Regions from separate parts of the Sus scrofa genome. Here region 2 is linked to region 1. Evidence: chromatin contacts called from public Hi-C data. All regions are on one chromosome and are shown on one strand. Each heading gives the region's core, a stretch centred on a gene start, on an enhancer-like site or on the middle of the called end of the contact. The rest is flanking DNA. Distances are from core to core; before and after follow the strand shown.

What was found. Hi-C and Micro-C count contacts between places; a contact is called where the count stands out from the background.
Region 2: a Hi-C map of retroperitoneal adipose tissue shows a contact between it and region 1, with 2.0 times the contacts expected there. The contact joins two enhancer-like sites. A contact is called at or near these places in 1 of 5 promoter capture datasets (fetal skeletal muscle), 24 of 47 Hi-C or Micro-C datasets (adipocytes, alveolar macrophages, blood and 15 more) and 1 of 2 datasets of contacts at active chromatin or transcription factors (alveolar macrophages).

The regions. Positions count from the first base shown.
Region 1 is chr15:131,589,471-131,595,865 of Sscrofa11.1, forward strand. No RefSeq gene overlaps it. Among named protein-coding and RNA genes, the nearest start is that of ITM2C, 22 kb to the right of the region's middle. Within about 2 kb of position 2,696, at least 18 of the 83 cell types and tissues checked have an H3K27ac peak or open chromatin away from gene starts, as enhancers often do. A contact at or near this core is called in retroperitoneal adipose tissue and undifferentiated spermatogonia, where this site is marked.
Region 2 is chr15:131,734,945-131,741,339 of Sscrofa11.1, forward strand. No RefSeq gene overlaps it. Among named protein-coding and RNA genes, the nearest start is that of SPATA3, 5.4 kb to the right of the region's middle. Within about 2 kb of position 3,192, at least 12 of the 83 cell types and tissues checked have an H3K27ac peak or open chromatin away from gene starts, as enhancers often do. A contact at or near this core is called in retroperitoneal adipose tissue and undifferentiated spermatogonia, where this site is marked.

The DNA of each region.
Region 1 (6,395 bases), core at 1,446-3,945:
AAGAGCAAGTATCTACATGTATAACTTGGAATTTTTCTGCATGGGAGCTTTGTCTCTCCTCTCCCATTTTCCCCTGGCAAATCCTTTCAATTTCCTGTGTGCTCACAACATTTCATAATAAAATGGTGGAAGCAAAATAACTGACTTTAAAAAATGGTAGGGGGAGTTCCCTTTGTGGCGCAGCGGTAAGGAACCCGACTAGTATCCATGAGGATGTAGGTTCAATCCCTGGCCTCCATCATCAGGTCTGGAATCCTGGATTGCTGTGGCTGTGGTGTAGGCTGGCAGCTATAGCTCTGATTCAACCCCTAGCCTGGAAACTTCCATATGCTGAGGGTGTGGCCCTAAAAAAAAAGCAAAAAAAAAAAAAAAAAAAAAAGGCTGGGGTGGGGGTGGGGGATACACCGGGAGGTGTGGCTGACTGCAGGGGCCACTCAAGTTCTCAGGATTCGAGGAGACACATAGCATCTTTGCTGCTGCACGAGGTTGTCCAACAGCAACCCCAGATGCCCCAAGTCCAAACCTAAACTCACGCAGGCCCACTCCCCACCCCTAACCCCCTGACTCTGGGCTCTGGTTGCTCAACAATCGTCCTAATCAGGAGTTCTCTTGTGGTGCAGTGGTTTAAGGATCTGATGTTGTTGCTGCCAAGGCTTGGGTCACTGCTGTGGCTCACATTCGATCCCTGGCCCAGGAACTTCCACATGCCATGGACACAGCCAAAAAATAGCCCCAGTCATCCCTGATTCCTTACCTTTTTTTTTTTTTTTTTTTCTTTTTTTAAGTGAGAATTGCAATGATTTTTTATTTTATTTTTTTTTTATTTTACTTATTTTGCTTTTCAGAGCTGCACCCACAGCATATGGAAGTTCCAAGGCTGGGGTCAAATCGGAGCTTTAGCTGCTGGCCTACACCACAGCCACACAGGATCCGAGCCATGTCTGTGACCTACACCACAGCTCACAGCAACGCCGGATCCTTAACCCTCTGAGCGAGGCCAGGGATCGAACCCGCAACCTTATGATTCCTAGTGGGATTCATTTCAGTTGCGCCACGATGGGAACTACCCTGATTCTTTACCTTGTCTCTCACCTCCTCCACCCATCCAGCCGACAGTGAAGCCTGTTGGTTCTGCTTCAATGCTTTAGTCTCAAGGTTTCGCGTCCAAAATCCTTGGAATGATTATAACAAGCCTTGTAAAATTATGAGAAAGCTTGTTGCCCTTCTTAGGAAATAGAAATTCAAGTGTATGCTGATGCAGCACAGAGTAAGTATCGATTTAATTTATTTTTGTGGTAACTGGCAGATAAATATTTCTTGTCTCCATCTAAGTCTTCGTAAAGCACCCGTGTCAAGAGATTCATTCAAGGTTCTTTGTTAACTGTCAAAAATCCTCATTAATATTGACTGAGTGATTATCAAGGGTTTTACAAGGGCTGACTTAATCCTTACAACACTCACATGGATATAGGCCCTCTGGTATCCTGATTTTATAGATGAGGCCATGGAGGCACAGAGAGGTTAAGCCACTCAGCCAAGGCCACAGAGCAGTCAGAAGCAGAGCCAAAAGTGTACCCGGCAGGCAGCATCTCTTTTCTTCAGTCTTACTCTGCATCCTCTTCTACGTGCCTGCCTTCCTCCAAAATTGTCCGCAGCAGATGGGAGAAGGCAGCAATGGCAAAAGGGGTCTCAGACTCTCACCCACTTTGACCAACCTACGGTTTATACTAAACCCCCAGCAGAAGAGGCAGTTTGTCTGCCGCCTTCCTCACAGGTCACAGGAACTCTGAGGCAGGGCTCAGAGAAGCTTGCCAACCTGCCATGAATGTGCCACCCTGGCTTGTGGGGAAGGGGGTTGGGGGTGGGGAGGTGCAGTTCTAGATAAAAAGCTCATTCTGATCCAGAGTGTCTGGAGTGGCGCCTGAGATTCTGCTTTTAAGAAGCTCCCAGGGTCTTGGGGCCCCAGGACCACACCTGGAGGAGCAAGAGAGGGCAGGTGACAGCTGCAGGTGCTGAGAACCAAGTGTAGGTTACCCAGCTCCTGGGGCTGGCGGCAGAAAGGGCTGCAGGGAGGCCTAGCCGGGCAAGTGAGTAAAGAAGAGAAGCACCAGCAGGTGTTCGGGTTTGAGGATAAGGGAAGGCAGGGGCCCGGGCCTGGCTGGGGCTGGGGCTGGGGCTGGGGTCTCTGAAAGCTCATTGAGGCCACCCCTGGAGGCTGTGGCCACTAGAGAGGCCTGGGGCCTTGGGCGGCGGAATGGACCAGCCTCAGGGGCCAGAGGACTGAGTTAGGCCTGGACCCAGCTCCCAGAGGGGCATCAGCACGGCCAGCCAGAGAGGGCGCGGGTCCGGGCTCAGCGGAAGAGCCATCCTGGGCGCCACAGTGTGTTGCCAGCCCCTCGCCGTGACAGCTCATCTGCATCCCCTCCAATCAGAAGCTTCTCCGGATCAGGAATCGAGTGGAGGCTGTCACTCACCTTTATGTCCTCAGCCCTCCCTCGAGGCTCAGCGAGAGCTACATCCCCCGCCCCGGGCGGCAGGACCCGCACATTTCTAGGGGGCGCCGTTCCCATCCGGATGCTCGCCAGGTTAATCGAGTTATGGCAACGGTTCTCCAGCAGATGGCAGCCAAGCGCCCCGGGGAAGGAGCGCTTTTGTTGGACGCCCCGCAAACACCCTGCGGCCGCCTCTCTCTGACCCGAGGAATAAACAGAACCCCGCTGCCGCCCCCGCCGGTGGGGCCTGGGTGCCCAGACGTGCTGAAGAGGGAGACAGCTGCCCACCCACCCTGGGAACTTGAGGTCTCCTGGGTCTCGAAGCTGACAGCTTGTGCTGGAGCAACTACGAACCGGCCTTAAAGATGACCCAGGCTCTGGCGATGGGGACAGCCCTCCCTGCCGTCCGCGAGGGCCACGTGCCCCCACCACTTGGAGGACATTCCCCAGCTGGCACGGCTGGTGGTTTTGAGTCTGACTGGTAGCAGCTTCCCGCGCTGCCACGGGGGCAGCAATCTCCTTCCTGCTGAGATGCAGGCAGACAGGCCTGAGAGGGAGCACGGTTCCCGCACCAGCCCGCGTGGGTGCACCACAGAGGGGACCAGGGCTGGGCCCGGGGAAGCACGCGAGCGCCGGCCGCTGCTCCTGCTGTCCCAGGTTCACTGGGCCGCTCACAAGACGCAGCCGGAAGCAGCTGGGAATGGGATCCGTCCGCTCCCCGCGTGTCAGCCCCTCGGCCCATGAGCACAGCACCCAGCTCGAAGATTGGTGAGCAGGAGATAAAGATCCGGAATCCTTGGTGTCTTCCTGACACGGACCAGGCCGGGACATCCCACCCCGGATGTGAGAAGAACTCACCCTTGTTCGATCCAGCCACACCCCGGGGTTCCTGTCCCATGTGTCCAAACGCCACTCTAGGAAAGGAAGCCTGCCAGCCGCTGCAGGAGGCGTTCAAGGCACAGCAGGAGCAGGCAGTGGGACAGGGGAGTGGGCTGTTCAAGGGACACCCCCCCAAAGTGACTGCTTCCTGACGTGGAGGGGAAGCCCACTGGGGCCAGTATGGCTGAAAATCCTTTTTCCCTCATGTAGGATGTTGGACTTTGACCCAGATGTCTTGGTCCGTTCAGGCTGTTATAACAAAATTCTAGAGACGGGGTGGCTCACAGATAGCATTTCTCACAGTTCTGGAGGCTGGAAGTCTGAGCTCAGGATGCCAGCAGGTGAGTTCTGGTGAGCGCCCTCTTACTACTGAAAGTCCCCTCCCTCCCTGGATCCGGACGCGCAGAAAGCCAGGGAAGGAGCTCTCTGGGTCTCCTTTATAAGGGCACTGATCCCACTGGGGAACACTCCACCTCATGACCTAGTCACCCCCCAAGGACCCCCCCCACCTCCTAACACCGTCACACTGGGGGCTAGGACTTCAACATATGAATTTGGGGGCGACACACAGGTATAATCCATAACACCAGACCTGCACTTGTGAAGGTCAGAGGTTTAATAACGCTCAGTGAAAAGATCTGTCAATTTAAATATTACTCTATGTTGAAAATGTGTAAAACACAAAGTCAAGTTCATATGGGAGTTTAAGTGAAAATGCAGGAACATGCATTTCCTCTCTCCTTCATCTCCTTATCTATGTTGGGGGGGGGGACGTAAGACCCCCTCCCCCCTCCTTAGACTTTCTATGAGGATGAAACATGCCAATGTGGATGAGGACCTAGGAGCATGCCCAGTACATAGTAGGCCCTCAATAAATATTTGCTCAGAAAAACCATTAGCTGTCACATTTTTAACAATGTCCTTCAGAATAATTCTGCCTTGTCTTGAGGCATCACCAGTGTTTGATGGATAAAAGCAAATTCACTTCCTTGACATTTGCTGTGCTAGGAACATCCCAGCACCTGCCCCTCCAAAGGCCACCATGCTTTGTCATCGCCACTCTAACTACTGGTTGTTGAACACTGCCTGCCTGCCAGGCATGGGGCTGAGGGCCTCTGTGCATCAGCTCATTTAATCCTCACAACAGCCCTACGAGGTCAGGACTGAAAGAGCAGTAAAACAGAGTGGTCGACCCTATTTATTCTACAGTTCAACACACCCGGTGGAAAGTCCAGATTTGACCTCTGCTTCCAGCCACGGTTTGGAAGGTCACAAAAGACTTTATTCCTGTGGTAAGAAGAAGGAAAACAAAATCATGAAAATAGGTTTCCATGAAGCTAGCAAAAAAGATGATAGACACAAGGACGTCTTGATGGACTTTCCAAGAGGACTGAGGCTTTCATAAGCGAAAGGGAAACTGAGGCAGCTTCCATAACCTTGAGGTGAAGCCTGGTCTGAGTGAGAGCAATCCTGCAAAGATTTGCTCCTTGCAAAGATAAGGGGAAATCAGCCAGATCTTGGGAAACAGAGTGGGCTGTGATGCACTTGGAAGAGCCCCAAACACAAGGACATATCACTTGGCCCAGAAGTTTCCTCCTGTGGGTTTTGCCAAGAAAACAGCAATAGGGTAGAGGATGGTAAGTCAAAGAAAACAGCATAATCCCAAACATTCTTGTCATGATTGGATTCTGAGGCTCTGCCAGAGCTGAAGCCAAAGATGTACCAAAAATATCTGAAACTGGAGTTTCCATTGTGGCTCAGTGGTAACGAACCCAACTCATGGTATCCATGAGGACACAGATTTGATCCCTGGCCTCGATCAATGGGTTAAGGATCTAACGTTGCTATGAGCCACGGTGTAGGCCACAGGTGTTGCTCGGATCTGGCATTGCTGTGGCTGTGGTGTAGGCTGGACCACAGCTCTGATTCGATCCCTAGCCTGGGAACTTCCATATGCCGCAGGAGCAGCCCTAAAAAGAAAAAAATTAAAATTAAAAAGGTATACTAAAAATATTTCTTTAACACAAAAGGAAGGAGTAATTTGAGAAACAGGAACAAAAAGACATACAGAAAACAAATAACAAAATTGCAAATATAAATCCAAACATGTTAATGATTACATTAAATGTGAATGGTCTAAACACCTCAATCAAAAGGCAGATATTATCTGGGTGAAGAAGCCAGATCCAGCCAGATTCTACGGGAGACTCACCTTAGACTTAAAGACACAAATAGGTTGGAAGTAAAAAGATGGAGAAAGATAAACCATGCAATTATAAACCTACCATGTCACCTAGCAACTGCACCCCAAAGAATCTTCCCCATAAACATGAAAAGATGTTTCCACCCAATAAAAATGAAACCATATGCCCCAAACCATGGGCCTGAGTGTTCATTATTCATAACAATGAAAATCTTGAAAGAATCCAAATGTCCAACAACCAGTGAACATATAAGCAAAACTTGGCAGACTCATACATTGAGATATTGCTCAGTAGTTCAAAAGAAAAATGCTGATATAAGCTGCTACATGGATGAACCTGGAAAACAGGCTAGTTGAAAGAATCCAGACAGAGGACTACACATTGTATATCGTTGATATGAAATGTCCCAAATTTAAAATGCATGAGGCAGAAAGCAGATCAGTGATTGCTGAGAGGTACAGATGGAAGCAAGGATGAATTGCAAGTGGCATGAAGGAACATTTTAAGGTGACTAAAATATTCGAACCCTGGACTGTGAAGATGGTTGTTCCGTCCTACAGATTTGCCAAAAAAAAAAAATCACTGAATTGAAAAAGGTGTACATTTAACAGCCAAAAAAAGATATTTGACAGAATATTTTGCTTCTATCCATCTGCCTTAACATTTGGAAACACTTTAAAATAAAAATAAAAATTGTTTGTATTTTTCTTCTCTTGCCTAAATATAATCCATGGAGGAATGAACTAATAATTGATCATGCACTATTTCTAGGACAAAGTCCTGGTAAAATATCATTGTAATCTGTAAACAAAGAAGATTA
Region 2 (6,395 bases), core at 1,942-4,441, 150 kb after region 1:
TGCTTGAGTGTCCTCACAACATGGCAGCCAGCTCTCTCTAGACAGAGTGATCCAAGAGTGCAAAACAAAAGCTACAATTTGATTTTTAGTTATTTATTTATTTTTCTCTTTTTTTGGCCGCCTCACAGCATATGGCGTTCCCAGGCCAGGGATCCTTTAACCAAAGGATCAACACCTGAGATCAACACCAGATTCTTTAACCACAGGAAGCCACCTGTTGAGGGTGGTAGAGCCTCCCCACCACCCCTGGATCACTCACCTCAGAAGAAATACTTGTTATTTCTGTGGCAATGTATCTTTGGATGGCTGTGTTACATCATCAGAGCAACCATGAAAGAGTTTAAAGTTGTAGGTTCTTTGGTTGCCCTCATAAGAAAATTGACATAATACAGAGTAACAGGAGAAAAATTAATTTTGTACATGCAGGAGCCCCCATAAAAAAAGATGAGACTCAAATGCAGTCAGGCAACTGAGGCTTATATACTATCCTGAGCTAAGGAAAGCCATGGGGACCTGGGGCTCCAAAGAGGAGGAGGGCCAATCACAGGAAGATAAGAGCAGAAGGTTGGCAATCAGATGTTTGCCCTGCCATGCAGGTAAGTCTCAGATTTTTTTAAGTTATCTCTGGTAATAGTTCTCTTTCTGGTTCAAGTCCCCCATCTAAATTCTTTTAGGGAGTTCCCATTGTGGCTCAGCAGGTTAAGAACCCAACATAGTGTCCGTGAGGATTCGGGTTCAATCCCTGGCCTCACTCAGTGGGTTAAGCTGTGGCATAGACTGCAGATGCGGCTCAGATCCTGTGTCACTATGGCTGTGGTGTAGACCACAGCTGCAGCTCCAGTCCAACCACTGGCCTGGGAACTTCCATATGCCACAGGTGTGACCATAAAAGAAAAAAAAAAAAAAAAGATAAAAAGCACAGATCAAGCCCAGGCCCAGGTCAGGACTTCTACCTCCCACAGTATTCTAAACCTTGAGGTCCATCCGTGTGGTGGGTTTGGCAGCTCTGATTCATCCTAAATGAAATTAGCATTTATTATTTTTTTTTAAGGACTGCACCCTCAGCATATGGAAATTCCCAGGCCAGGGGCTGAATCTGAGCTGCAGCTGCCGCCCTACATCACAACCACAGCAACTCTGGATCCTTAACCCCCTGAGCGAGGCCAGGGATCAAACCCACATCGTCATGGATACTAGTCGGGTTTGTAACCTGCTGAGCCATAATGGGAAAGTTTTTGTTTGTTTGTTTTTAAGCATCATTTTAAAATACAGTGACCAAGCATCCTAGAGAAAGGCCATCCAGTGAATTCCTGACTGACCATTGCAGTTCTCTGCAACACCTCCCAGATGGAGGGTGAGCTGGGTCTCTTGGGGCCAAGGCTGAAAAGCCAGGACAGAGGAAGAAGGAGTCCCCCAATACCATCCAACCTGCTGCTGCAAAGCTGCTGGGGCCTGCTGCCTTTACCCGGTCTTTCAAGGGTCGCTGGCCTGGGGCTCCAGGAGCATTCAGTGGGATTCCAGCTTAGGCTTTTCTGGTGAGCAGCTTGCTTTTTCAGAGTCTTGGATTTTTATATTTTTCAGGATAGTTTTAAACCACCTGGTAAAGTCCTTTTTTCTTTTTCATTAACAAAAGAAAAAAATTTCCCCGCCATTGAGTTCCAGTCACTGGAGCTCCCAGGACAACCCCGGGGACCCCTGTCCTCCCTCCCCAGGGCTTTTTGCTCACCTCATGTGCCAGGAAGGGAAGGAGCTTTCATGTCTTTTTGTTTTAGTTTGTTTTCCTGAAGATCCTTCTTGGCACTTTAACAGAACTCTGGTGTCTGGTGAGTTATTAGAGGAAATATATTTTAAATATATATATTAAATATTAATATCAATAATATTAATAATAATAAATAGTTGGTGTTGTTAATACTTAATAATATTAAAATATTAAATCTTTAGTATATTATATTGATTATATTAATATATCTTCCATGGTTCTCGGCACAGAGCTGCTGAGCCCCTTGTAATTTCCTAAGTGATACGAGCACTAAGAGCATCTTTTGTTCTATTATTTGGTCTTTGACCCTGGTTCCTGGGTCTGCGCTTCTAGAGCCCTTGGAATTTCCTGGGTGATAGAAGCGTCTTTGGTTCTAAGGAGACCACTCTGGGTGGGCTCCTGGATGGGAGCTTGTCACCAGAAAGACCAGCCATGATTAGAAGCTTGGATTTTCCAGCTCCCTCCGCCCATTCTCTAGAGAGGGCAGAGGGTCTGGAAATGGAGTTAATAATTGAACATTCTACAGAAAGGAGGGCAGAGGTGCTGGAAATGGAAATAATAATTGGTCTTGCCTGTGTAAGGAGGCCTCCCCCAAACCCCCAGTGGTATGGGGGTGTGGAGCGCTTCCAGGCTGGTAAACACAAGGGCAGGGAGACTGATGCACCTGCACAGGGCATGGAAGCTCCACAGCCCTCCCCACATACCTGGCCCACTACCTCCCTTCCAGCGGGATGTTCACCTGTATCCTGCATCATATCCCTTTGTAATAAACCGCTGAGCAGTAAGTAAAGTGTTCTCCTGAGTTCTGTGAACCGCTCTAGCAAATTAATCAAATCAGAAGAGGGGATCATGGGGATCTCCTATTTACAGCTGATCAGTCAGAAGCACAGGTGACAACCTGCACTTGGGATCAGCCTGGGAGAAGCAGAGGGCAGTCTTGAGGGACATTGCCCTTAACCTGTGGGACCTGACACTTTCTTTAGATAGTGCAGAATTGAGTAAAACTGTAGGACACAGAATTTCGGGGGGGATGGAGGGGACACCATATATTTGGTCCCGGAACTGTCAGCAGTGAAGTGTTCCATGTGAGACATAAAAGAGAAATACAGGCAGGAAAGACTGTGTTTTTCAAATGCACAGCCATAGAAAACGAACTGGAGGACCCCCAACCATCTCTTGCAGCTCCATTAGTCTATACTAGCCCAGGACTCCGACTCCCAGATCACTCAGGGAGCAGCCAGGCTGAGCCAGGGTACCACCTGCCTACTAGGGTGCCGTCACCTAGAACCAGTCTCTCTGCTGCTCACTGCTTTTCAAATCGTCCAAGTGCAGTCTACTGCTTTTTAAACGTCCCGAATGCACAAAAACCCATTTTATTTGGAGACTTGGGCATAACGGCCCACCCATGGGATAAAGGGATTGTGCTTTTGACACCAAAGACATACGAAACGATAGTGAAACTAATCACAGCCGGCACTACACAGGCGCCCAGCAGCAACCTGCCTAAATGGGAAAATTTCCAAGGAATAGCGGGCAGAGACCCTTGGTCACGACAGGAAGAGGTAGGGCGCCAGGGGTATTGTGACATGCTCCAGGGAAGGGCAGCATTTCCCTTGGCCATCGGAGGACTGGGCCCAGAGGGACAAGGGAGCCGGACCGGACATGGAGCCTGGGGCTCAGCCCTCCGGAGCCCCGGGGGAGGGGAAGGCCGAGCCTCAGCAAGAGGCGCCTGTCCAGGCCATCGAGGGCCACGGCCAGGTAGTGCTGCTGAGCGAGCTCTGGAAGCAGGATGAGTGCTGCGTAACCCTGCAGAACGTTCTGGAGCAGGACATGACCGGTCGGCCGGCCCGACCCTCGTCCACTCGAGCCACGAGCGGCCACAGCAGCTCCAGTAACTGCTCCAGGCGGCAGCCCAAGCGCTCCCGAGACAGCTCGTGGAGATGCGCCGACTGCCCGGCCGCCAAGTCCCAGCGCTGCACGCAGGAGCACAGCAAGACCAGGGACCCGCGGGACTGCAAGTGCGAGGCGGCTCCGGCTCCGGCTGCGGCAGGGACCTCGGGCTCCGAGTCGGCGGAGGACTCGGGGTCCGACTGCCAGAACCCCAGGCAGCCGCGGACGTCGGCCGGGCCCCGCGCGCGGCTGCTCCTGGTGCTGTGCCGCGCGTCCGCGCTGCGCTCGCAGCTGCCGCGGCTGCAGCTGCTCCTGCAGCAAGTGCGCGCCCGGGACCGCCGCCCGCCCGTCGCGCTCGTCGGGATCATCGTGCAGCCACGGCACGACGAGGAGGCGGAGGCGCGGCGCCGTATGGAGGCCCTGCTGTGCGGCGCCTTCGCCCCGCACAGCCCCGCGGTGGAGGTGCACACGGCCGTGTTCCGCCCCAGCTGCCGGGAGGGCGCCCTGGACATCCAGCGCGCCACCTGCGGAGCGCGCAAGGTCGCGGCACGGGGTTGCGTCCCCCTCGTGGATCGGGCGACTCAGACGGATGGTGAGGGGCCCGAGGGCGGGGGGTGGGAACGCCAGGTTGCCCCCGCGTGTCCCCGGGTGGGAAACTTTAAATACGGAGGGAGTCTCCTGACCCCGCTGGTCCCAAGTAGTGGACAAATGCTCTATGTCACGGTCCCCTGTCCTCACTCCTCCACTTACACCGTTGGGGGTAAAGATGACCTAGACTCACCCCAGGTGTCTCTCGGGCCCAAAATGTGCTAATTAATTTGTATTGAAACCTCCCACCTACCGACCCGACTCCCTTCCCTTTGACCACTGCCCCTAATAATCAAGCCTTTCTAAAGTAAGGATTTGGGAGTTTGCAGTTTGGGAGCCCGTTCCCTCCTCGCCACATCCCCTCCTCCTTGCTTGGTTCTTTAGTCTTCTCCTCCAAGGGATCACAACTGCAATAAAAAACGCATGCCTCCCCCGAGCCAGACGCTGCTCTAAGGGCTTTTCCAGACGTATCCTCACAACAACCCTCTAAGGAAGACGCTGGGTTAGAGCAGCCACTGGTGGTCAGGTGCTTATCCGCAGCCCTTGAGATCTTTCCCATCAGGGGATCCAGGCCTGTGGCCCCAGCAGGTTACTCTGTGGGCTTGAGGGCCCCAGCGGTGGGCTCTTAAACGGGCTCCAAGTGCCTCTGTCTCCCAGAGCCCCTCCGTGGGGCAGGGGTAGAGTGGAAGGGCATACTCTGGGCGCAGTGGTCCAAAGCCCGGTTACTGGAGGCTCTGCCACCCTTCTGTAGGCCACCAGAGCAAGATGTCCTCTCTTCCGATTAGCTGCCCTCCTGACATGTGGAGGTGAAGGGCCAGTTGGTATCTGTGGTGCCACCCAGCTCTAAGATCCTAGTTTCAGGACGAGCAGTGACAGGCTTGTTCTGGGTGCCCAGGGTGCATCCAGAGGGTCAGGGACTTTTTGGTCAGGACCTCACCCTGACTGCCGAATTTTGCATCCCTTTAGACTCATTCTTCTCTCTCTCCTAAAGAGTCAACAAGGGGACCCCATGGCTGGCATGCCTGCTTAGGAAAGGCTCTTGCCTGGGGACTGTTCCAACCAGGATCCTCAAGCAAAGGCAGAAAATCCCAACCCATCCCTTCCTGGCGCAGCTCCGACGTGCTTTGTTCCTCCTCTGGTCAGCCACGCCCTCTCTGCCCTCACCGGTTCCCTGCCTTCTGTGTCCTCATACCCTGCCTTCCAGCAGCTTGCTTCAAGCCCCTTCTCTGGACTTTGGCCCTCCGTGGTCTCCACAGTCTGGAAGTGGGGAACTCGCGAGAGACAAGGATAGAAATGATGCTGCAGCCATGCAGAAGGTGGTCTGGGGCTTAGAGAGGGAGAGATCACTTCCGGTCGGGAGTCTCAAGAAAGGCTTTAGGGGGAGATGGGTCCACTTGAGATGGATTTTTTTTTTTTTGGTCTTTTTAGGGCTGCACCCTAAAAAGTATATGAAGGTGGTATATGAAGGTTCCCAGACTAGGGGTCCAGTCAGAGCTGCAGCTGCCAGCCTATGCCACAGCCACGCCAGATCCGAGCTGCGACTGCGACCTACACCACAGCTCACGACAGTGCTAGATCCTTAACCCACTGAGCAAGGCCAGGGATCCAACCTGTGTCCTCATGGTTACTAGTTGGGTTCGTTACCACTGAGCCACGATGGGAACCCCGAGATGGATCTTGATAATGGGAAGTGCTCTGAGAGAGTGGGAGAGGGGTTTGATGGAGGGAGAAGGGCTTCTACAAATGCAGAAAAGTGAGCTGTGTCCACCAGGCCTCTGGTGCTCACGGTTGGCTAAGGCTGGACCCAGTGGCAGTGAGGTGGTGGATAAGCCTGGGACAGTGAGCTGCGACTTTGTGACAGAGGAGTCAGACTTCCGGGCTGGGAACATATGCTCAAGCCAGAAGGCAGAGGGGAAGACGTTCTAGCAAAGAACTGTTGCCGTGCCTTCCCCCTCCTCCTTCTGGGGCAACCTGTCACTCTGAAAGCACCATCTCCTGGCCTCTTGGGACCACCTGGCCGAGGAGCCGACAATTATCTTCTCCGCTGCCACAGAACAACTCCCCACCCCGCCCGAAGCCTGACCCTCTGTGTGTCTTTCATCGTTCTCCCAGACAACAGGGATTTGTTTTCTGTGTCCTGCTTGGCTCCTTGATG